Linked DNA regions of Hordeum vulgare: region 1 is linked to region 2. Evidence: chromatin contacts called from public Hi-C data. All regions are on one chromosome and are shown on one strand. The core of a region is the stretch at or near the end of the contact, and the rest is flanking DNA. Distances in the headings are between cores, read along the strand shown. Region 1 holds the start of LOC123444089 (pentatricopeptide repeat-containing protein At1g30610, chloroplastic). Region 2 holds the start of LOC123444087 (tubby-like F-box protein 1).

Region 1 (5,439 bases), core at 642-3,141, 400 kb before region 2:
CTAAGTAGGTTAGAGCTTTAGAGTTATCGTGTATTTGATGTGAGTGATGATGGTAAATTGTGCCGCTGGTGAAGATACAGAGCAGTTTAAATACATGTTGAATAAAAAATGATTATAACAAAAAAAAAAGGTCATAATATGAATAGTACATATAAATTACCATCATGGACCATATTTTTCCAAATTAAAAGAGGCTACTGCACATGTCAAACAAAAATAAGAGGCTACTATGTTCAACTTATACAGCAGTAAACTAGGATAACTTAGGCATTAGAATAAAAGCAATTATATGAAGACTCACCGACTAGCTAATTTCTGAATCCTCTCTTCTATTTCCATTTGAAGAGCCCGTGGCCTGTTCCTGACATCAGTGAATGCCTCAAAAGTCTTGAAAGCAGCCCTATCATCAACGACAGCTTTTGAATCTCTTCTAACAAACTTCCCCTGTTGAACATTTTCTCCTCTGTGCATTCGACTTGTTTCAGGTTTTCCACGCTCCAAACTATCACTCCGATGACCATAATTCTCAAACACTGTTTGTGTATGGCCGTATCTTTTGCTTACAGTAGGTTTGCTATAGTCCACGTCATTATCTCTAAAACTACCTACAAGATTTCTTCCTGAATTCTCTGTTCTTTGCTGGTATCTATGAAATTTACTGTCAGCATTGACCTCGCTACCGGAAAGTTTTCTCTCTCTAGGATATCTGAAGTCATGTTCGTGTATATTACTTCTTGCATTGATCAACTTGGTGTCCCTCAATATAATGCTGCTATTCCGAGTGACAGAAGTACGGCTTACAACAGAAGTTGAACGTCCTTGTAAATCCTTCCGTGCATTTGACTGGGCATGCCTGTTCCCTGCTGATTCATGAGCAACCACACCACCTTTGTTATCTTTAGCCTTCACATATGATGCTGATGAAAACTGCTTGCGGTCATCCCTATCAGTACTGTCTCCAATTCTGCTTCGTTCGCCTCGAACTATTCTTCTCTGTACATATTCTTCAACTTTCCTCTGACCATCACTGCTGTTTTTAACATCACCCACCAATCCAGTAAATTCTTCTGTGCGGCCATTCATCGGTAACCTCTCACCCCTGCCTTGGTCACGCCCTCTCTCCCTTTGAGACCCTGTTTTCCTCTCAAATGATTTCTTCCTTGGATCAATTGACTCCCTATCCTCTCGTCGACCATCACCGTCGAACCTCCTCCTTGAACTACGGCCATCCGAATCGCCTCCCTGCAAACTCTTGCTCCTGTCCAACTTCACCGACTCCATCATCTTCACATAGTCGGTGAATGTGGGGCTAAACGTGAGCTCCTTCTCGATGTGCCGGAGCTCCGACGAACCGGCACCGGCCTCTCCGCTAGCCAAGGCACCCGCAGCCCCGAACCCGGCGTCGAGAACCCTGCCTCTTCTGACCAAACCCCAGCTCAGCGGCAACGCGGAGACGTCCCTTCTCGGGACCAGAAAGCCGTGACCGGCGCTCGAATTAGGCTGCAGGGAGGGAAGCAAAACCCCGCACCCGCCCAGATTGAGCAGCCCCATGCTCGCGTTGGGCGCCACCGCGGCCATCACCCCTCGTCGGCCGGCGGGTTTGCGACCCCTACTGCATTCTTGTGGTGGTAAACCTCCGCCGAGAAACTCGCTAATTCAGCAGGTGGCAGAACTGAAATTAAAAAAACACGAAATTTGGTCCGAGATGGAGGGACGCGAGGCGCCGCTGGTGGAACACGGCGAGAATCCTTTCACGGATGCAGATGGAATCAGAGGAGGCAAAGCGGGGGTACCTTCCTGTCCTGCGTTATCTCCTCTCGGGTAGGCGGGGGGAGAGGGAGCTGGGAGAAAGGGTTGTTCGGCTGCGCGTGCTTCGACTGCGGAGAACGGCATGATGATATTTTAGAGTTATTTCCCCCAAAACCACCACAGTTGGGCTAAGATAACAAGTTACTATTAGATTTAAGTCAGATCATAAAAAACCATCAGTTGTGCGTCTAATACGTAACGCGGAGTATATTTTGGTCACGAAAACAACAAAACCGACGGATATGCCCGTCTGTGGGGTCGATGTAGCATGTCTATATGGATAAATTTGCTGAGATGGACAAGGTCCCATCTGTGAGTGACTAAAGTGGTTGTTTATTTCCCCTTTTTCTTTTTGGGGAGTGATCTGCGCCGGCACGCCGGTCCAGACTTTCGGGCGCGCCGCACGAACCATCAACCCCCGCGCGTCCGCACCGTTGGATCCGCATGCAACATTTTTTTTCCTTATGCAGCAAAATTTCGATGCGATGCAGCAATTTTTTCAACAGTTCCAACAAAAAACAAAAATTATAGCAAAAAAAATATTTACGTGATCGTAGCAAAAAAACGAAGCTGATGGTACATGGTAGCAAAAGTCAAACGCCGGCTGTAACAAAAATTTACGTGATGTGTATGCAACTTTTTTAGTGAACGGTTGCAGCAAAACATTATGCCGGTTGTAGCAAAAATTAACACGGTTGTAACAAAAGTAAAAAACATCGATTGTAATGAAAAATCCGATGAACTGGAGTAGCAACCAAACGTATATGCAACTTTTATACTGGGACAAAATGTAGTAAAAAAATGCTTGCAGCAAAAATGACGCTGGTTGCAACAAATTTAGACGAAAAATATTGCATCCATTGATTAGAAAAGCGCGCGGGTGGGAAAAATGTTGCATGGTCCCACGCGCACGAGGGGGCGACCGGCGCGTTGGTTCGGCCGGCGCGCGGGTGGGAAACGATTCCCTTTCTTTTTTTACTTCTACTTCATCTTCATGGGCATTTCAACAAGCAGCTTCTCGACATTGTTCATCTCGTTGTTGTGGTCACCGCACGAGAAGAACAAGTCGGCACGAGCTCATCCAGGCCGCCGCCCGCGGACAGGACGTCGTCGAGGACCCCACACACTGAATAATGGAAGCTCCCTTGCCCTCCATCATGCATACAGCAAGGGCGGCGCACAACTCAGCCATGGCGCAGAGCAAGCATCCTGGCCATGGGGCTCGGCCTGGAGCGCCGCAAATCAACGCCCTCCGATAGCACGCCGACGACCGTTGGGCCCAGACTGGTGCTCGGCCGCAAGATGCCTCCCAGCACGCGCAACCGCGCCTTTGACGCTGACGCCCGTGAATCCCTTGACGTGGCGGCGCGGCCATGGACGACTAGCCCTAGCAGCGCGGTGGTGTCTAGTTCACCACCTTGTTGGTCGTGCACCACCTTGGCTCCTCCACGCCGAGCAGAGGCAGCGGTCTGGGCAACAAGGCGGATCCTCGCCGGATCTAGGCGGAACAAGGGCTGGAGGTGTCGCTGGGGTTGGATCCACGTGGACCAATGGCTTGTGGCGGGGGATGGTATGTGGCTGGGGCAGTAGGGAGGCTCGCCGGGGTAAGGCTTCGGGCGATGACGCATGATTTGGTTGGCTGTGTGGGGATGGTGGGGAATAAGGTGGCTGGGGGAGAGAGGGAATCGGAGGGAGGCTGACAGGCGGGGGCTTCATGCCACATCGACCCGACTAGCGGGCCCCACCTATCGGTTCTGCTGTTTTCGTGGCCAAAACGCAACGTGAGTGCTCCGCGTTACGTATTAGGCTCACAGCTGATGGTTTTTTTACCTGGCTCAAATCTGGTACTAACTTGTTACCCCAGCCCCAAGTGTGGTGGTTTTGGGTAAATAACTCAATATTTTACCCTACGGGCCCAAAAATGGCGTCGGCCGATTTGTGAGCCCATGGCGTGTTACTCCTTCTTGCACATCATCATCTCTTCGATTATTTTTGAAGTATTATACTCCCTTCGTTCTAAAATAAATGATTCAGCTTTATATAAATTTTAACCACTTATTTTGGGATGAAGGGTGTACTTTTTTTGAACAAAGGGCATACTCTTTACAAGTATGTCGAATATTCGTATTCAAAAAAATGTCTATCATATCTGAAACCTTTGTATCTGAATTGTAATGAAAATGAAAATGAAAGATAACTAGGTTTATTCTACAAATACATATACAAATGCAAATGCAAATATGGTCCAGAATTTTGACACACATATGAATGTGAAGGTGGATATTACGTATCCAAATAAGATTTCTTGAGCTAATTTGGGAAATTATATCCCCATATGCGAGTTATCCAATATAAAAGTCAGATGGGTTGTCAAATTTTACTTTTTTGCATGATTACAATTAGGAATTATTGTGCATTATAGTAGTATTATTCATAAACATGTGCATCATTTACTTAGTATATGTTGCAAGTTGATTATTTTTTGTCGCATCACTATTGAATTGTTTCCCTTAACTCATATGTCGTTATTCTTTATATCGGTTCTGAATTGAGTAGACAATTTATACGTATCCGTATTCGAGTAGCATCTTATCCTTATTTGTATCAATAACATCCATATTTGCATTCATGTCTTTTTACAAAATATGATAAAGAGAAGTGGTAAGGGTACTATCTAATCCACAACTGATTCGTTTTCACCCCTACTCCATAGACCATAACTCCTCCCGGTCAAACCCTCATGCACCAGGACTGCATCGATAAGGAGAATCCATTCAGATGAAGAATCGCTTGAAATATGCATCGTGAAGGACGAATTTGCCTTTCAATCTACATCGACCATCGCAAAACTACATCACACTCGGTTATAAAATTTTTGATTAATCGCTCATAACTATTCATCTAAATGTCATCAACTTTCTAGACACTGCCCTCATGATATTGTTGTTATTGTTGGAGTTGGCAAATCCGGTTCACGCCCACGAATGGCACAGGTCATAGTGTGTGTTGCGAACAACAATGATATGATGAAGGACAAATGTGTCGGAGTTTGGCAACATCTACATGAGCAGATGGGCGAGAATAATTGGAAAACTTCTCATAGAGCATGATGTGGGCTTGCTGACATGAGGTGTAGATTGACAGGCGAAATCCATTCTTCATGATGCAAGTTCGAGTTATTATTCATCATCAGTATGGTCCTGGTGGCATGAGGGTTGGGCCGAGGGACCTCCGAAGCGGCAAGGACGTGAGTTTGCATGAGCCTAGTGTAGTTGTAGGCTTTTGTTGTGTGTGGTCAATGAAGACTGATTCTTTGTTGATGTGGTCAAGGAAGACTGCTTTCCATTGCAAGCTTGCGCGAAAACTGGATTTTCATCTGAGACTATAACAAAGAGTACCTTATGGGTCATGTAGGGTCATACTTTTGTTAATTTTTAATTTTGTAGTACAAATATCAAATTTTGTAAAAAAAAATATTTGAACAATAATATTTCCCTTCTACCTTCCTACGAATAAGGCATGTGTAGATAGACCAAAACCCATCTTATCAAATTTTTGTCATCTCTAAAATTTTGTTCTATATTTACATGGATACCAATTTATTGACATGTTAATGCCTCAGTAGCCATC
Region 2 (5,794 bases), core at 2,226-4,725:
CTGCTACTACTGTTCCTTGCTACTCCACTGTTACTTGTTGCAAGACTTTGTTGGCGTTAACATCCCGTCAACAAGGCTCTTCCTGGCGCCGTTGCCAGGGAAGTATAGCAATAGTCTCAAGAAATGTCTCCCGTCAATGTGCCTTTTTTGGCGCTATTGCTGGGGATTGTCAAAGCTTTTACTGGCGCCATTGATACAGCAGTTAGGAATAGTCTGCCTTGTCACCAGATCGTTTCTGGCTCCGTTGTTATCATACTACTTTGCTATTGATACTTTGCTTGCAGACACTAATCTTTCAGGTGTGGTTGAATCTCACACGTTCAACTGCTAATACTCGAGAATATCCTTTAGCTTCCCCTTGTGAGCGAATCAATAAATTTGGGTTGAATACTCTACCCTCGAAACTGCTACGATCCCATACGCTTGTGGGACATCAGCAGGGCGCAAGGTGGCCGCGGGAGAGAGGTGGGAGGCGGCTGGCGGCGGCACATATCCCTAGGCAGCTAGGGTTTGCCTAAAAATGGTAGGGAGGGCAACTATTTATAGGAAAGGGCTAGGTTAGAGGGTTTTGGGGGGGGGGGGGGTTCGACCCTCCGACCGCGGTCGGACGGTCCGATCGGAGAGGCGGGTTAGGGTTAGCCGTGTAGAGAGGTGTTGGCTATGACGAGAGGGAAACGGTGCGACCTGGCAACGCGATTTAAAACACCGAAAAGCGTCTGATAAATAACCGACAACAGTGCCGCTACGGACGACCGTTCGGGTACTAGACGGACTCCGATTGCGAGGAAAATTGGCAGGTGGCCTACCTATATCTAAATAAGGCCGCACACCAAGTTTCAACCCAATCAGAGAAAGTTTTAAACACATTTTAAAAAACAGGATTTAAACGATGCCGCGGGTGCGTGCGTGTGTGGTCGGGCTTAGAACGGACAACGACTAGAACGGAGAGACCCGGCAACTAATAACGGATGCAACTTTTGGCGGCAACGGGATGCCAATGCAATGCAGATGATGCGCATGATGCGATGATGTTGCGACAAATAAAAATAATCACACGATGAAAACAGAATAAAAGGGGAATCTTCTCGAACGTCGGTCTCGGGCTGTCACAATGTTGCAACCTCATCACTTAACCATGTCTCACCTAATAACTTAATTAGACTCGATACCTTGGGCGATGAGATTGTTTAGTCCCCGTGGCTCATAGATTACTATAACACAACATGTACAAGTACAAATGAGGTTGATCCAGATGATACATTCAGGCTCTAGTGGGAGTATGACGAGGAGCGTGGGCGTATCTACGTCACCTATCTGGACGAGTATCGGGACCCTTGGTCGGCTTCCCGGGATTAGTGGGATATATGTCATCTACATTTTATCGTTTGATTTCGTATGTATCGCCTCGCCTTGTCTCGCCTCGCCTTGCATCTCCTCGCGAGTGCCCAGAGCCGAGCCAGCCTCGGACTCGAGCTCCGCTCCACCCCCGCTGCATTGCTGCACCACCTCCGGGAACCGATCCCCTGCGCTTTCTGCACCCCCGCTGGCCCTTCTCACCCGCGGCAGCCGTCGTTGTGCTCGCTGGCATCGTCGCCAGTTTCCCTGATGCAAGGTAGAAGAAGGTTAGCCTCACTTAGGTTAGTTGAACCTGACTCGTGCCCCATATTGAGCGCATCCCCACAGCTAGCATTGTTGGTCGTCGCGCTGCGCCTCCACCCATAAGACCAGGGTTTGAATCCTGCTTGTCCCGCTTTTTTAACTTGCCTCACATTCAAAGTGTCGCCGATAGTTAGGCCCCAATGGTTAGTCCCTGCAACGTGGCACTCGGGCCACTTGTCACAATCAGCGGCTAGGACAACCCCTGGTGACCCTGTCCTTTTACTTTTTTTAATATATATATATATATATATATATATATATATATATTGATTTGTATTTTCTATTTTCTCTGGATTTTGGTATATGTGTTAATCTTGCATAAATAATTGAGACATTTTCCCCTACAGTAAAAAAAAATCCAAGGAATTTAACTGTGGGGTTATGTATGAAAATGGTGTGAAAAAATACGGTGGGGTTGTGTATAAATTTTAAGTAGGTGCTCAGTATCACCTTTTGATCATATTTTAGTTCAATGTGTAGATTCTTATCTTATTCTTGTACTCGTAAATTAGCCACCCAAATATATAGCGTTGCTGCAACCTCATCACTTAACCATGCCTCACCTAGAAACTTAATTAGACTTGATACCTTGGGCGATGAGATTGATACCTTTGGCGATGAGATTGGTGAATCCCCATGGCTCACAAATTACTACAACACAACAGGTACATATACATACGAGGTTGATCGAGATGATGCCTCCAGGCTCTAGTAAGAGTATGACGAGGAGCGTGGGCGTATCTACGTCACCTATCCAAACGAGTAGCGGGACCCTTTGGTCGGCTTCCTAAGATTAGCGAGATAGGTGTCATCTCCATTTTATGGTTTGATTTTGTCCGTAGTCGGACCTTGTTCTTCTGGATGATTGTATTTGCATGATATTGACTTAGCTTGTGACGAGTGTAAGCTAACTTCATATACCCATCTCTTTTTAAAATGCATACGCGATGATATTTGTTCTTGTGAAACAACGAGATGTGATTCTATTCGTATCGAGGCCTTGAGCCATGATTAGGATAGTACCACATCTTGAGTGTTATAGAAGGCATTATCGACTACTGTAAGGTCTCCCTGAGCGGGTGTTTGTAGAAGCGACGTTGTATGATGATGATGTCGCCATGTTGTGTTAACAACGATATTGGTGCTGCAAGGACGATGATCATGTGTCGCCACCACTGTAACAATGATCATATTGCAGGACGATGAGCCCAACATCGACCATATTGTGAACGACTGAGAAGGGACACGTGACCACTGCAACGGTGACCATGTTGCAGGGTGACGAGTGCAACATCAATGATATTGCAACACATGGCAGGTGAAAGAGACATACGCTCCATGTGAGTCTTAGTCTTGATCTACCTCTACTCCTTACATACAATAGAGCAAGCGTGTGAAAAGAGACATGTGATAGCTGCAACGTCGACCATGTTGAAGGGCGTTGAGGACAACATTGACGATTTTCCGATCGGCTAAGAGGGGACGAGGCCGCTGCATTCACATGTGAAAGTGAATTCGACGACTCACACATGATGTATGAGGTGGACATCAAGTTTACCAACTTTCCATAAAATCAGCCAGTCGACACGTAGCACGCATCCACTTTTGGATTTTGTTTGCATATGTTTATCCCGTGGCCTTGAAGGAAAAGAAAGGAAAGAGTAACTTGCACAGCGAAGAAAATTCATGTGTGTGTGTGTGATCGTTTCACCACTGTGATAATACGGAAAAGGAAAGAAATTAAAGAAAGGCCACGCACCACAGTGATGAGTGGTCACAGTACCTGTCCGCTAGATCCACTTTTCCAGACAAGTACTCCATCTTCTTCTCTCCATCGCCGAACGCGGTTTTGGTTACAGTTGGAAGAAAGAAAAGCAAAAAACCAAGGCCGACGAAAGAGGCCCGCAACCTAGTGGGGAGGCAGTACAGTGGTGGGCGGAAGATATGCCTTGCGAGGAGCCGGCGGCCGAGGGCGAGGTCTCCGAGGTGGCGGAGATGGGGGAGGAGAAGGAGGACGGGCAGCCGGAGGAGCAGGAGGAGAGGTGGGCGCGCCTGCTGCCGGAGCTCCTCTCGGAGGTGGTGCGGCGCGTCGAGGCGTCCGGCGGCGAGAGGTGGCCGGCTCGCAAGGATGTCGTCTCCTGCGCCTGCGTCTGCCGCCGGTGGCGCGAAGCCGCCGTCGCCGTCGTGCGGCCGCCCGCGGTGTCCGGAAAGATCACCTTCCCGTCCTCGCTCAAGCAGGTGAGAACGGGAGCTGCGCCTGGTGGGTTTGTGCTCTCATACCCGTCGATTGGTAGGGGTCTCTGCTTCCGGTTCCGTGTGTGGTGGTGTAGGGCTGTGGAAATCCCCATCCCAAACTTAAGTTTTTATTAAGGAGGAAACTGATGATGATTTGCTCCCTTTCGATCCGTAATTTTTCCAAAGGTTCCTCTCCGTTGAGACAGGTAGGGCATCGGATTAAGCCTGAGCGGCAAATTTCGCGCCTGCCTATACATTAGGTCCATTAGTTTTCCATTTCCATAGATGCTAAGGTTGTTTGTTGTGCGATTTGGAAGGTTGGACCTGTAAATGTAGCTGTGATGTTATTTCTCATGGCCTATTAGATTCACATGAATTCACAGGGAACAATTCAATTATTGCCGGAAATGGGATAATCTCCCGCCAATCAATGAGGCCCTTAATCGGTTCTTGTACCCTTTTTTTATTTATAAAAATGCCTTAAACCAAGTTCTCCCTGATCTTATGGCACGCCGGGCACCACACCGTCTGATCAGCCTTTTTTTTGAGAATCCACCGTCTGATCAGCCATGCAACGGTTTGTGTGCTGGGGCCATGGTGTACATCAATGACGTCAGGTGAAAGTGGGGTGCTGCTCCATGCGTCGTGCCACTGCCCGGTCGCGCTGTATGCCATCCCATAAAAGTGCACTCACGCTCTCATTCTTGGTTTGGGCGATACTAAATTTGGTGTATTTCGATGGGTGGTTTCGATTGGCGTGTCGACGATCAGAAATTTTGGCTTGTGTATTTTTGTCATCCCCCTGCAAACAGGAACTCAATTAATTGGATTTTAATGGCAAGGCTTCCGCAATGAGAAATTCCGTCTTGCCTATTTTGAGTAGCATAGGATTTGTTTGGATGGTGGCCAAAACCCACCCTACCAATAATTTGGTCATGGCTAAAAATTTGGTCTATGTTTGGATGGCTACCAATATTTTGTCATGCCAATGCTTCTCTCTCCATTTCAGTTCACTTTCTAGTCAGTGTTGGCCAATTAGGCAAGCAAAGGCTCCACCAAAAATCTGGCTAGCCAATTATTTGATACAGCCAAGCTAGGCTAAAACCAAATGTACCCATAGTTTTCTTACGTTTCTGTTGAAGCTATTTATGCGAGGGATTCCTTTGTAGTTACTTGGGGACTTGCACAGAAGTTTCTTATGCAGCATCTGTATGCCTAATCTTACAACATAATGTCAAACAGCCAGGGCCAAAGGAGTTTCCAATGCAGTGTTTTATCAAGCGGAATAAGAAGAACTCTACGTTCTACCTCTACCTTGGCTTGACAACTGGTAAGCCTATCTGATGGGTGTACTGCCTTGATTTTCTCATTCTATTTTATGTTGCGTATGCATTTGGGCCAACTCGTTATCAGTGGACCAAGGACACATTTAGCAAGAAATATATTTAAGAGTTAGCAATGGTCTAGTAAAAAAACTTCGTATTTGTATGCACGATGACACTTGATAAGCAGCAATATGCTGCATATATAGCTTTTGGATCTCAGTCAGTAAGGCTTTAATTGGAAGCGTATCACTTGTTTCTCCTAGTCGATAATGACTTTTCAATTATTATTATTTTGCATCTGCATTGTGTTTGCATGTGTTGTCTGTTCTTATACATATTCCCTTCCTGGCACTACAACTAGTAATCAACCAGCACAAATGCACCTATGTTGGGGTTTCAGGGCCATTCGCTAATTTGTATCTGTAATTCTGTATGCATTAAACTGGGGTCCTGGGGCGACAGTTGTGGACCGGATAATGGAATTGAACATGCAGAAATCCACCAAATTCTGGACTAGAATCGTTAATGTGTGTTGTGATAATGCTATATTTCAAATATAAAATAATGGATAGTGC

What was found. A called contact is a pair of places that touch in the nucleus more often than the background predicts.
Region 1: a Hi-C map of seedling shows a contact between it and region 2, with 2.3 times the contacts expected there. The contact joins the promoter of LOC123444089 here to the promoter of LOC123444087 in region 2. A contact is called at or near these places in 3 of 6 Hi-C or Micro-C datasets (leaf and seedling).

The regions. Positions count from the first base shown.
Region 1 is chr3H:426,760,672-426,766,110 of MorexV3_pseudomolecules_assembly, reverse strand. LOC123444089 (pentatricopeptide repeat-containing protein At1g30610, chloroplastic) reads right to left here and starts at 1,891. Exons shown (of 10, transcript XM_045120703.1): 1 at 1,794-1,891; 2 at 302-1,672. The coding sequence starts at 1,578.
Region 2 is chr3H:426,364,901-426,370,694 of MorexV3_pseudomolecules_assembly, reverse strand. It overlaps LOC123444087 (tubby-like F-box protein 1), which reads left to right and starts at 3,475. Exons shown (of 4, transcript XM_045120701.1): 1 at 3,475-3,897; 2 at 5,137-5,224. The coding sequence starts at 3,604.